2 separate regions of the Macaca mulatta genome follow, and region 2 is linked to region 1. Evidence: chromatin contacts called from public Hi-C data. All regions are on one chromosome and are shown on one strand. The core of a region is the stretch at or near the end of the contact, and the rest is flanking DNA. Distances in the headings are between cores, read along the strand shown.

Region 1 (7,027 bases), core at 205-2,704:
TCCTTACACCTGCTTGACTCAGACGTCAGTGGTGCTGGCTTCCTGGGAATGTGTTGTAAGTTTTGTGATAGATTTCTTTAATGGACACAAGTTAATTTAATGTGTGTTTCTTCTCTGACACATACTATGAGTAGTGATTCTTGGGGGAGGGGTATGTGTTTAATTAGTCTCATCAATGTCCGTGTAAAGAAGAAAACAAACACAAGTAAAAAATGTTTCTATGAAACACAGAATCTGCCTACCTTTAAAGCTTTGCATTAACAGTGACATGTCTGTCCTAGTCAACTCAGAATGCCATATCCAAATGCCACAGGCTGACTGGCTTCAACAATAGACATTTGTTTTCTCACAGTTCTAGAGGCTGGAAGTCTGAGAGCAGAGCGTCAGCCTGCTCGGTTCTGGTGAGGACTTCCTGGCTCCTAGACAGCCACCTTCTCATTGCGTCCTCGTGGAGAGAGAGCAGACACTGTGATGCCACTTACGAGAACACTAATCCCATCATGGCAGGCCTCACCCTCTCGACGTTCGCCAACCCCGATTACCTCCCAAAGGCCCTATCTCCAAATACTGTCACGTTGGGGGTTAGGACTTCAACATCTGAGTTTTGGAGGGACACAAATATTCAGTCCGTAACCATGTCTATTTTCATGTCCCTCAAATAACCGATGGGAATAGTTGATCATTTTGTGTACCCGGTGAGTTCTTGGCTGTCTGCTACCAACGGTTTGGGGAGAGGGCAGAGCTGAGTGGAGCATGAGCTCCTGGGCTCGGCGTTTTAGGCCTGTTGCCGTGACCAGGAAGTAGTTCTCCTTCTTCTCCTCCAGCTTTCACCTCAGCACCCCTCCCATCCCCCCGCGGTGTGCAGACCTCCCAGAATGAGTCAGTTCCCCAAGTGGGAAAGCAGGGAGAGAAGTGACGAGAGGCCTGGGGGAGAGTCTGGTGTGTCTGAAGTGGCAGGTCCCTCTGTTTCTTTGCTTAGTTACCTCAGAGAAGCTGGGCTTCTGCCCTTTTCCCCCTAAACCCCCAAAGACTAAAAATGTGATTTCTGCCCAACAAATGCCACCACACTGAGCCCTCTCCCATGAAGCTTGTTGTGAAGGTAGCATTTTGGAGGAAGAATTAACATTGACTGGCAGAAAATCCTTTCTGTGTTCTAAGAATATCTGTGGAAAATTCCCAGTCCTATAATTATTGGTCCTAGATTTGGGATCCATTTCCACCCATTTGTATCAGGAACTTGAAATGTTAGACACGTTAAATTTGGACAAAGCCGTCTGACTTTCTGAAAAGCTGCTGCCCTTTGCATTTTTTTCCCATAGCAGCACCTGCAGCTGAATTGTTTTTGACTCAGAAGGTTTCGTTCGTTCTTAGAAGGAAGGAAACCAAATGCCTCTGCCAGTCCCCTCCCTTATGAGGTCAGGCACGTCAAAGCCAGCTCTGTGTTACTGTGATGCTGGTCTGCAGGGGTGTGGGTAGAGCGCAGGGAGGGGCAGGGCTGTTTCCATGGCTTCCTCCACTGTGTCCTGAGGCTTTTTAGTGCAATCACGTGGGTGTCCTGGTGGGCTGGAATGGTGCCCGCAGGGGAGCCTGCCTTGGGAGTTCTCCTGACTGAGAGAGGAGCTGGGAGTCACATCCTCGCCTGAGGACAGGAGCCCTTTGTCCACACCGGCTGAAGGGAAATGGGAGCACCTCTTCCCTCTTTTCATCTGCTGACCAGCGGGGCAGCTCTCATGCCCGGGCTTGGGGGAGAAGCAAGATTTCACTTTGTGCATGCAGGAAAAGTCCCACCCCAGGCCTCATGTCAGCTGAGGCACTAGCTCAGCCACGGGAACCGCACCAGTTTCTGCCTGGCAGCAACACCCAGGTACCTCCTGGGCCATCATCCAGGCAAACCCCTGGCCGCACGAGGTGGGGCAGGGTGAGTGCACACTCTGACAAGTGGCCCAGGATGGTACAAAGGGAAGAGAGAGGGACTGCATCCACATCCACAGGAACAGGCCGGGGTCTAGGGAGGATGGCCTCCATGGCCTTAGTCACCGCGGGCATTCTTTGGTGAACATGAAAAATCAGTGTGGGATGCAGCCCTGGACTCCCCGGCATTGCTGCAGGGGTGGTCCTCCAAGGGCCAGGTGCAGGACCCGTGCCGGTGCAGCCCTCTTGCTCTCCTCCCAGGTCTGTCTCCACCTCCTGAGGCCTGGACATCCTTGTGCCAGCTACTAGTCAGCTCTTGCACAGGCCTGAGTGTGGGCACAGGGGCCTGGGCCGGGTGGGTTTGTGTGGCTTTGGATGGCTGGGCCACCTGACGGGGCTTGTGCTTGTTTTTGAAGGAGGATGACAGTCACCTGAAGGTGTTCTGTGAGCTCCTGGGCCTGGAGAGTGGCAGAGTTGCTCAGTGGCTGTGCAATCGCAAAATCGTCACGAGCTCTGAGACGGTGGTAAAACCCATGACCAGGCCTCAGGCTGTCAACGCCAGGGATGCACTGGCCAAAAAGATCTATGCTCACCTGTTCGACTTCATTGTGGAGAGAATTAACCAAGCGTTGCAGTTTTCAGGCAAGCAGCACACTTTTATTGGTGTTTTGGACATTTATGGGTAAGATTCTCTTCAGTGAGCCCGTCTTTCCTCCTTTAAATGTTGAGAACCATGTGGTTTTTAGATTATTTTGTTCTGGTTCCTTTGTATTTCACATGATTAGAAAGATAACACTCTCTGCTTTTGCCCCTATAGATGCTAAGTACACTCTATTGGGCTATGGTGCCGTTTATTTAAAGTGCATTAAAGAGATGCTGAATTAGTAATGACTGGCGTTAAGAGCTTACTGTGTGCCAGCTCTGAGGCTGCCTGACTTCCCTGAGCTTTCTCACTTAATTCTTAAGCAACCTCATAACTATCCCCATTTTAGACCTGCAACAACCAAGGCTTAGAAAGACTCAATAACTTGGTCACAGTTGCTCCACTGGTGGGAAAAGCCAGCACAGTTGTGAGGCTCCTGCTTCTGCTTTTCCCACCAAAGGCCCCTGAGGTGTGGAGCCCCGGGGTCCCTTCCCATTCAAATCAGAGGGGATGACAAGTCATCTAGGCCTGCACGTTGCCCAAGCCCAGCGGCCAGAGGTGGACTGAACCCAGGTCTCTGATCAGCCACCCCCCACCCCAATCATTTTCCGTTCTCGGGTGAGAAGGTCTTGGATTTTCCCCAGCCCTCCTCCAGGAGGTCTTACCCTTCATCCCATCCTGGAATTGGGTTCTTTTTCATTGTCTCTGCCTGGTCCTCCTTCTCTAAACCCCAGGCCCAGCTCATGCTGAAACTGCTGGGGAGTAACCAGAGTGGAAGCTGGCATGGAGGGCTCCGCAGAGATTGTTATCCCTCAGGCTTTTCTCAGCACCTGGCCCCAGTGCCCAGCCCTTGCCCCTCTCCTGGGACCCACCCTGGTTTCTTAGCAGGAGAAGGGGGAAGATTGACCCGTGAAAGGCATCGTGGAGTGTTCCACCTGGATTGGGGGATCTTCCCCCACACCCTGGCAAAAAGCAGCTCAACCCTATTCCCCATGCAAAGGGGAGAGCCCAGCCCTGGCCTTCCTGGCCCTGCTGCTGCCTCCTGGGGAGGAGCGGGACAGGGCCACGCCACGCTGTTGGACTTGCACCCAGGTGGAGAGGCAGCTTTTCCCATAGCTGTCAAATGGGAGACAGTGCCTCAAGGGAGTTGCTTTGTTTAATTTAGATCCTACGTTAATACGTATGGCTCCCAATTCATAGTACATGTCAACAGTTATAAAATGCTTAATACATTACTGGGATAGTCTAGTCAATTATTTACCTTGTCTTGTTCCAAGAAAGTGTTTGAGCAGCCAGTAAAAGCTTAAGTGAACTTTTAAAAGTGGATAGTCGTCATTAAAAATAGTCCTGTTTCACTGTGGTGGAAATATGTAATTGTTCTGTTATTCCCTGTTCTTTTGGGCGTTTTAAAAATGTATTTTTAAATGGCAGTCCTTTATTTTAAGAGTGTATTTCTTTTTTTTTTTTTTTTTTTTTTGAGACAGAGTCTTGCTCTGTCGCCTAGGCTGGAGTGCAGTGGCACCATCTCAGCTCACTGCAACCTCATCCTCCCAGGTTCAAGCGATTCTCCTGCCTCAGCCTCCCCGGTAGTTGGGACTACAGGCACCTGCCACCACGCCTGGCTAATTTTTTGTATTTTTAGTAGCTATGGCGTTTCACAGTATTAGCCAGGATGGTCTCAATCTCCTGACCTTGCGACCTGTCCACCTCGGCCTCCCAAAATGCTGGGATTACAGGCGTGAGCCACCGCGCCCGGCCATTATTTCATATTTTTATCTAACAGATGTTTATATCCCAGGCACTGTGTTGGAGGCAATGGTTGAACAGCACAGACACACGGCTCCTGCCGCCGTGGGACCGAGACTGGTGAGGGCGGCAGGCCGGCAGTAGAGGTTGGGATGAGTCCTGGGAAGGGAGGAAGGTGTGCTGGAGGTTAGCAGGGGGTGGGGACAGAGCAGGGGCAGCCGTGTGCAAGGAGTAGCAAGCTGGATGTTGGCCCCCAGGCAGGATCCAGCACCACTGTAATAAGGAATTTGAATTTTTCAACTATGTGGAAAAACCTGAGATGAGTATTTATAAATTCTCAAAGACTTGTTAGAATAAATTATTTTAAGATTCCTCTCAAAAATTCTAACAACAGCCTCTTTGCTGCCACCCTTGAGTTCATGAGACGCCTCCAAAAAAATCAGCTTTCCTCTAGGCAGCAGGGCTGCAGCCCGGGGCCAAGCCCTTCCCGCCCCCTCCAGCAGCCTCACTTCTAGGCTAACCCTCGCCCAGGCGTACCTGCAACTTTTGAGAAAGCTCATTTTGACTGGGAAATAAGGAAGCTTCAAAGGAACAGTTAGCATCTTTGAAAGCAAGTAAAGCTGAGGCTATGAGCTTCCAGGTCTAAGCTGAGAGCGGACGAAGGCTGGTGACTCCCCGGCCTGTCGTGTGTTATGTTCTTTGGACCCAGAGTTGGAAAAGCCTGGGTCTGGGGGTCAGACCCCTCGGAGTGAGCTCCATAGCATACCAGTTACGTGACCCCAAGAAAGTCACAGAACCTCTCCAAGCCTCAGTTTCTGCATCTACAAGATGGGGCCTCTCTTGCAGGGTGATTTTGAAGACGAGATGGAAGGTATACAGGTACCTTGAAAACCATAAGCATGGATCCAATGTGAAGTGTTACCATAGTCAACGTGCCTTTAGCATTTTAAGTCACAGATCTAGGTCTTTCCATAGGTCCTAAACTTCAGTTCTTTGTGCCCCCAAATAATGCGTTGATATTTGACATTTTGCCAGGTTCTAGAAAGCCCTGCCCTTGGCCCCAGCTGTGAGCTGCAGAGCGCAGTGAGACCCTTTTGAATCTCCCCTAGGCCCAGCCCTGGCCTTGCTTCCATGAGCAGACCAGCCCCCAAATCTCTGAGCCACCAAGGCTGCGTGTGGAATGGGGCCGTTCGAGCTGCTATGCGTCACCCTGGAGCTGCCTAGAGGACAGTCCAGGTTCTTACCCTGCCCAGGAATCCCAGATTGAGCCAAACCAGCTCAGTCAAGTGAGACTCCCAGGGAACCCGTGGTAGGAGCTGGCAGGAACCTCTCAGGATTAGGGTGATTAAGAACAAAGCTTTAGAGGCACCAAGCACTGGGGTCGAATTGCATTTCTGGCACCACTTGCTGGCTGTTGGTCCTCACCATGGTCACTCCTTCTCTGACCCTCGTGTGTGACAGTGGAGCCACAGGAGCCCTTCACATCGGGCTGTGTTAGGGTTAAGGGAGGTGACATGCATAAATGCTGACACCTTAAAGCGCTCAGCAAGCTGCCTTCCAGCTGGAGCGCATCTGGCCAGGTGCTAAATTTGGCGCCTCTGTTTTGTTCCGCCCACAGCATGTTTTGCAGAGTGGGATTACTCACTTAAAAGTCCCAGTTTTCTGCCTTTTCTTGAGAACCAGTGAATCTAACATCCTGGCCCACGTTCGTCCATGGCTACGGCTGGCAGGAGCTGAGTAGCAGCTGCCCCTTGGACAATCCTGATGGCTCTCCAGCCCCCGCACGGCTCACTGTTGTGCCGTATCTAGTCTGCTTCCCAGGCCTGTCCCCAAGGGCTCCTCTCAGTTCTTGAGCTTGCAACTTCAAAGCAACTGCAGAGGCAACTGATGAAAGTCTGAACATGGAAGCCAGCCGTGTCTGTCTCGTCCCTGACAGAGTGTGCTGGGCTGTAGGATATGAAATGACTTTGTCCTTTTCCTCCAGGAACTATGAAAGCACCCCTTCGGGAGGCAAAATTGTGCCGCAATTGTGCTGCTCCTGCCCTCAACAGACAAGGAAAGGAGAATAGGAAACCACATTGCCTTCTCACCGGAGGCACAGGCATCACAGTCAGGCAGCTTCGCAGCTAAGTTCTGACACAAGCTGTGTGACCTTTGGCAAGTTTCTTAACCTCTCAGGCTTATTTTTGACCTATAAAGTCAGAATAACAATTGCCAATATCACTGTTGTTGTGCGGACTACACCATATCGTGACACGCCTATTTTAATGCCTTGCTTGGGGAAGGTGTTTTATACCTACCAGATTCCTTCCAGGGGACAACCAGGAAAAGGGTTATATATAAACTGACTACTAGGATATCATTAAAACCAGAAGCTTTGAGGGGCATTTAAAACTTGTAGAAGATATAGCAAATGTTTAAGCTTCTAAGTGTCAAAAAATATGTATAAACAAATGCATATGTCCTGCTTCAGGTTATATTTTAACTTGTTTAAATTGTATTTCAGTTTTGAAACCTTTGATGTGAACAGCTTTGAACAATTTTGCATCAATTACGCGAATGAAAAACTGCAACAACAGTTTAACATGGTAGGTGACCCTTCTGCCTTCTTGACTAGTTCTCAGCCGTGTGTATGTGTGTGTCTGTGTGTCTGTGTGTCTCTGTGTGTGTGTGTGTGTGTGTGTGTGTGTGTGTGTGATCATGGAAAGAGGCATTCTTCACGTTTCA
Region 2 (6,575 bases), core at 727-3,226, 470 kb before region 1:
GTTTGTTGAAGGAAATATTGAGCCTCTCGATCATCCTTGAGCCAGGTCAGCTTCTGCCCTCTGTTGTGGTGACCACGGAACACAGGGCAGCTGCTGAGAAGGATGAAATCCCTCTCCAAGTGCTAAGTTACCCTTGGAGCAAAAGCAAGGAGGCAAAAAGAGGGAGGGCTATAAAGGGGCATATATTATACATATGCCTGAAAATGTACAGAATATTTCAGGAAGCCCAGATAAGGCTGCTGAGTATGATTGCTGGGAGATGGGGGTTGGAGAGACGGGGAATAACTGGGGTACTGAGGGTACTGGGGAGAAAGAAGACTAATTTTAATGTATACTCTTTTTTTTTTTTTTTCTTTAGAGACAGGGTCTAACTCCACGGTACAGGCTGGAGTACAGTGGTGGAGTCATAGGTCACTTCAGCCTCCTGAGTAGCTGGGACCATAGGCACGCGCCACCATGCTGAGCTCATTTTTGCTTTTTGTAGAGTCAGGGGTCTTGCTTTTTGCCCTGGTCTTGAACTCGTAGCTTCAAGTGACCCTCCTGCCTCAGCCTCCCAAAGCGCTGGGATTACAGGCATGAGTCACTGTGCCCAGCTATACACCCTTTTGTACTATTTGAATTTTGTTTTACTATATGCACATATGACTTTTTCAATAACCACAAGTTGTTTTGTTTCATACATTGATAGATAATGTTACCATTCTTGGGAGGATTACATTCGAACATGACTTCAGCTAAAGGAATCTGTCCCTGATAGAATTTCAGGTGGCTGGCCAAGTGGGGTGGCTCACATCTGTAATCCCAGGACTTTGGGAGGACTAGGCGGGAAGATCACTTGAAAGCAGGAGTTCAAGACCACCCTGGGCAATATAGCAAGACTCTGCCTCTTTTTTTTTGTTTTTTTTTTTTAGGGAAAAGAATTTCAGGTGGCTGACTCTCTGGCTATTAAGGCAGAGGAGGTAGTTTTTGCTAGAAGAAAGCCCTTCCCAACATTTCTGAAGTCATGATGACAGTTCAAGAAGGAACCAACCATGCTTCTGGGAGAAATTGTTTGGTGGGCTATACTTGTATTTGGGCAGGTCTCCAGCAAGAGAATGTCCTAGTCAAGCAAGTGTGGCTATGGCCTTTACTGTCCCTCTACAAGGTGAAGCCTACTCTCTCCCCCAGCCAGAGGAGAGAGAGGTATTTTTAACCTTGGTGTTGGCTTACACAGGGTTTCAGGTATTCTCCGGGGTGTACTATGAGACAAGAAAGCCACGATATAACACTTAGACTCATTGGCCCTATCTCAGTGTGCTGGTTTTATGCACCTTGGAGAATTGGACCACAAAAGCTGTAATAAGTGAAAACTATTTATTTTGCTTCTCCAGGCCGGGCGCAGTGGCTCAAGCCTGTAATCCCAGCACTTTGGGAGGCCGAGACGGGCGGATCACGAGGTCAGGAGATCGAGACCATGCTGGCTAACACGGTGAAACCCCGTCTCTACTAAAAAATACAAAAAACTAGCCGGGCGAGGTGGCAGGCGCCCGTAGTCCCAGCTACTCGGGAGGCTGAGGCAGGAGAATGGCTAAACCCGGGAGGCGGAGCTTGCAGTGAGCTGAGATCCGGCCACTACACTCCAGGCCGGGCGACAGAGCGAGACTCCGTCTCAAAAAAAAATAAATTAAAAAATATATATATATATTTTGCTTCTCCAGTAACCCTTTGGCTATTGTCTTTCTTTTGCTTCTGAAGCAGAAGTGCAGCGCAGCGGTGGGTCGCTAACCTTACCCTCACATCCTTAGGGAAGGGGATAGAAAAATTACCTCCATAGCATTTGCCTTAACTAGACCAGGAAGAGAAACCAGATTTGGGTCTATTACAAAAGAACTAGAATTACAGGTAGGTTATTTAGGTTCTCTTCAGAAGGTGGCATGCGTTAGTCATAAGATCTAATGGCGCGTGCATGAGACAAACCAAGTCAACAGGAAATGGATCATGCCGTCTGTGAGGAGAGGACAAAAGTGGAAGCATGTGTGCTATGCAGAGCCTTTGTAGATTTGGGGAGGGTGGATTTTTCTCTCACCAAAAGAAGGAGTGGAGGGATGTTGATATGCAGAACTGATTAACAGAAGAAGATGCAGACACTTAAGTAAATATATCCCCACAAGCTACCAGCTGAGCAAGTGCCGGGCTAGAAAGTAACTTGAGTTTAGACCCATTTGGAGATAACTGTCCCTTCCATAAAGAGAAAAGAAGGCTAAACTTAAGCAGGTAGTGAGTTTGGTTAAAAAAGAAAGGCAACAGGATGATACGTCTACAGAAACCACCAGCATTCTGATTACAAGACTATGCGATCCTTTCAGAAACTGGAGCCTGTTCAAGAATCTAAATCAAATTCAGTCTAAGTTTTTGGGGTTCAAACTGGTCTAAGAATAATCCTGACCTCCTAGCAGTCTCTCAGTCAATAAAGAATAGGCTTCTCTTATATCATGGATATAGAATACACCTAGTTGCAAGGCAGGGACAGGGGATACAGTTTATAGCTGTCCAGACTCCAAATGCTTGTTGGAACCCCTCAAGAAGCCCTTTGGGGCTGGGAGGGAGGAGGGCCACTTCCAGATTTCTGAGTCACCTCAAAAAAGTAGCCTTGGAAGCCGACACCTCTCTGCTGTGGTCTCTGCATTTTAAATCTCTATTCTCCTCTTTCTACCCCTTCAGCTTCCTAACTACTCATCGTCCCTCTTCTTCCTGACTGGGATTCATGTGTTAGTTTTTTAAAAATGAAACCCCAAGAATTGCTTGAACGCGGGAGGCGGAGGTTGCAGTGGTCCGAGATCGCACCACTGCACTCCAACTTGGCAACAGAGTGAGACTCCATCTCAAAAAGAAAAAAGAAAGAAACTGTAATATAATAAAATTATTATGACCATGTGGCTATATGACCATTAAATATTTGTTTTGCACTTCATTCCTTTTTATTTCTTCAGCAAAATGAAACGACCCAATTAATTGCAGAACCCTGAAATCTCACTAATTTTTTAAATCAGAATTCATTTACAGACTCTGATCCCTTATTGTAAGTGACTTTATGTAGTTATGGTCTAATAACTATTACCAAACAGACTTAACTAAACAATCTTGGTTCTTCTGCCCTGCTTTTTAATTGGAAGAGGAATCTGGAAACCATTACCAAATAGAATGCAAATGAGTCCCAACAGGTGACTGTGTTTTCCTTTCCGGTTTGAGGCAGTGCAAGATAAATTTAGTTTCCATTATTTTTGCTGTTTCTCAGGCAGATCAGAACTTGCTAAACAAATGAGGATTACTGACCTGATGCCTTTAATTTTCATTTCCCTTCAGGGGTGTTTCTGACCAATAATGAAAGGTCTCTCATTAACTACCCAAAGGCTCCCTGTGAATCCGGCCTGAGATGTGATCTCTTTGTTGTTAAAACATGTTTGGGACCGGGCGCGGTGGCTCACGCCTGTAATCCTAGCACTTTGGGAGGCCGAGGCGGGTGGATCACGAGGTCAGGAGATCCAGACCATCCTGACTAACTTGGTGAAACCCTGTCTCTACCAAAAATACAAAAAACTAGCCGGGCGTGGCGGCGGGCGCCTGTAGTCCCAGCTACTCGGGAGGCCGAGGCAGGAGAATGGCGCGACCCCGGGAGGCGGAGCTCGCAGTGAGCCGAGATCAGGCCACTGCACTCTAGCCTGGGCGACCAGCGAGACTCCGTCTCAAAAAAAAAAAAAAAAAAAAAAAAAGTTTGGACCACTTAACATCCACAATCACCTCTATGGTTCATGCAGTCTTTTTAATGTCATACTAACAAGGAACAGGTTTCTGACTCCTGGTTTTTTATTTTATATTCCCTCATTCCAGAAACATGAAATCAGCACACACTGTGTCTAGGATTGTCCTATGAGCTGCATGAGGGAACAGGTGTAAGAACTGACCTCTGTTTTCAAGGAAATAGTTGGTAACTAATTTTTTTTTTTTTTTTTTGAGACAGAGTCTTGCTCTGTCTCCCAGGCCTCAGTGCAATGGCGTGATCTCAATTCACTGCAACCTCCCTCTCCAGGGTTCAAGCACTTCTCCCGCCTCAGCTTCCCCAGTAGCTGGGATTACAGGCACCCGTCATCAGGGCTAATTTTTAATTTTTGTAGAGACGGTGTTTCACCATGTTGGCCAGGCTGGTCTAGAACTTCTGACCTCAGGTGATCTGCCCACCTCGACCTCCCAAAGTGCTGGGATTACAGGTGTGAGCCACAGCACCCAGCCGGTGACTAATTCTAAGGTAGCCTAAGTGACAATAAATAATGCATTAAGGAAGTGCTAAGAGTTTAAGGAGGGAAGTACTCCCGTGGGAGAAGATTTCTCAGGAAGGTATCACAGAAGAAAGAAGAGTGAAATCAGCACTTAAGGAAGCAGTGGACTCTAAGGCACTTCAGGCAGTGTGGCAGACCAGATACTCTGAATACATACCCCAACAGAACAACCTGCATGGAAACATACTTTTATTTGCATCCGTGAGCTTGTAGGAAGTAAGGGGAATTTCCCAGGGGCAGGGATGAAAATATGAGCTGAATCCAAATGAGGAATAGTAGGTATACAGGAAAGCTGCAGTTACCCTAAGGGCAAACCCTAACGAACTGCCCTATGGAGGCTGTATTAGTCTGCTTGGGTTGCCATAACAAAGTACCACAGACTGGGCGGCTTACACAATAGAAATGTATTTTCTCACAGTTCTGGAGGCTAGCAGTGCAAAATGAAGGAGCTGATAGTGTTGGGTTCTTCTGAGGCTGCTCTCCTGGGTCTACAGATGGTGGCCCTCTTGCTGCCTCTTCCCAGGGTCATCCCCATGGGCACACCTCATTGGTGACTATTCCTCTATAAAGACACCAGTCACATTGAATTACAGTCCCACCCCAAGGACCTCATTTTAAGTTAATCACTTCTTTAAAAACCTTATATTGGCCAGGCGCGGTGGCTCAAGCCTGTAATCCCAGCACTTTGGGAGGCCAAGATGGGCAGATCACAAGGTCAGGAGATCGAGACCATGCTGGCTAACATGGTGAAACCCCGTCTCTACTAAAAAATACAAAAAACTGCCCCCACTTGTTCATGGCTTCTAATGCCTCATGACTTCTCTCCAGTGCTTTCTCTGGGTCTCTCTCCAATTCAACACCAGTTCGCTCACTCAGCATCTGCTCTATGGCCTCATGTGAAAAGTCTCCATGAGAGAGTGTGACGGGTCCCATCACCACCATGTTGGTCAAAGGGCTTAGGTCAGACCGGCCACAGGTCACTGCCCAGTCTTCAGATGGCTGCCTTTGGAGCAGGTGTCCAAGCCTGGCCTGGTGGTTTGTACCTCCATGGCACAAGTTATGGCAACCTGTATATAGAGAATGGGCTGTGGGCCTGCAAACAATTTCCGGCTCCACGTAAGTGAGCTAGATAATGATCAGGACACTTGCACAGTGCCCATTAGAGTCTGCATATGTGAAGATGGGGTATTCTGGATATGGCTTGTTATACAACAATGGTCAGTTACATGTATGTATGCATTTCATTTAATACCTGAAGGTTTACTTCAGGTATTGAAATAGGAGATAATAACAAAAGAGTTATTATTACTACCACTAGTACTAGACATACGAGATGCTATGTGGTTAAGATCTCAGGCTTTGGAATTAGACTCCCTGGGGTCACATCCCCAGCATTGTCACTTACTGGGTGTGTGACCTTGGGAAAATTACTTAACTGATCTGTGCCACAGTTTCCTCATCTATAAAATGAGTATCATAAGAGCTATCTCATCAGGTTATTATAAGAGTTAAGTCAGTTAGCATATTTAACTCACTTAGGATAGTGCCTGCATATAATCAGCACTACATAAGTACTTGCTTGTTTTACTTTGAGTCATGAGTTAAACAACTAGATACCAGCCCATGCATTATATCTGCCATCTTGGTCTCTCTGATTTATGCTTTATCATTGAATGTTATCTCACACTGTTTTAAAATTCTTTCTTGCTGCTAGTGTTGGCTCTGTAATAAAATTTTATACTTTAATATGTATGAAATAAATATTTTCTTACTCAGAATTTTTAAACTACTTCCTTTGTTTTCATCTCACAGCCAATTCTAGGACTTCCCAGTGTGATCAACTCAAAGATAGGAATTCTGGAAAAGGAAATAATTCTTATCATAATAAATATTCTATTTACTCCCCTTGTTCTTACATTTGTCTCAGGATGTTTGTTACATTGTCAGAGTTTGATTGATTTCCCTCTGGAAAAGGTCAAGTTCTCTGGAACATTTGATGTCATTATTCAGAAATGAAGTAGGTGTTACATGTTTATTAAAAGTAATCCACAAGAGTGATTCAGAAACTGAGAGGCATACATTGATATTTTTTGACTCAATAATCTTGCTGGCATGCCTACATACTTGAGTTTGAATACTGGTTCCAATTAATCTTTTACACAGTAATCAATAGTTAGTAGGGTTTTCTGTAAGTATTGAAACTATAATGTTAATGTATAAGCAAACTGTCATGATGTCATCATATTTTGAGACTGCGTACCC

Evidence for each region. A called contact is a pair of places that touch in the nucleus more often than the background predicts.
Region 2: a contact with region 1 is called in a Hi-C map of CD4 T cells, with 6 times the contacts expected there. The contact joins two enhancer-like sites. A contact is called at or near these places in 7 of 14 Hi-C or Micro-C datasets (CD4 T cells, blood, cortical neurons and 4 more).

The regions. Positions count from the first base shown.
Region 1 is chr7:29,558,003-29,565,029 of T2T-MMU8v2.0, reverse strand. MYO5C (myosin VC) reads left to right here. Exons shown (of 41, transcript XM_077939413.1): 10 at 2,328-2,593; 11 at 6,807-6,888. Among named protein-coding and RNA genes, the nearest start is that of MYO5C, 35 kb to the left of the region's middle. Within about 2 kb of position 1,454, at least 15 of the 40 cell types and tissues checked have an H3K27ac peak or open chromatin away from gene starts, as enhancers often do. A contact at or near this core is called in CD4 T cells, where this site is marked.
Region 2 is chr7:30,027,137-30,033,711 of T2T-MMU8v2.0, reverse strand. No RefSeq gene overlaps it. Among named protein-coding and RNA genes, the nearest start is that of ATOSA, 16 kb to the right of the region's middle. Within about 2 kb of position 1,976, at least 3 of the 40 cell types and tissues checked have an H3K27ac peak or open chromatin away from gene starts, as enhancers often do. A contact at or near this core is called in CD4 T cells, where this site is marked.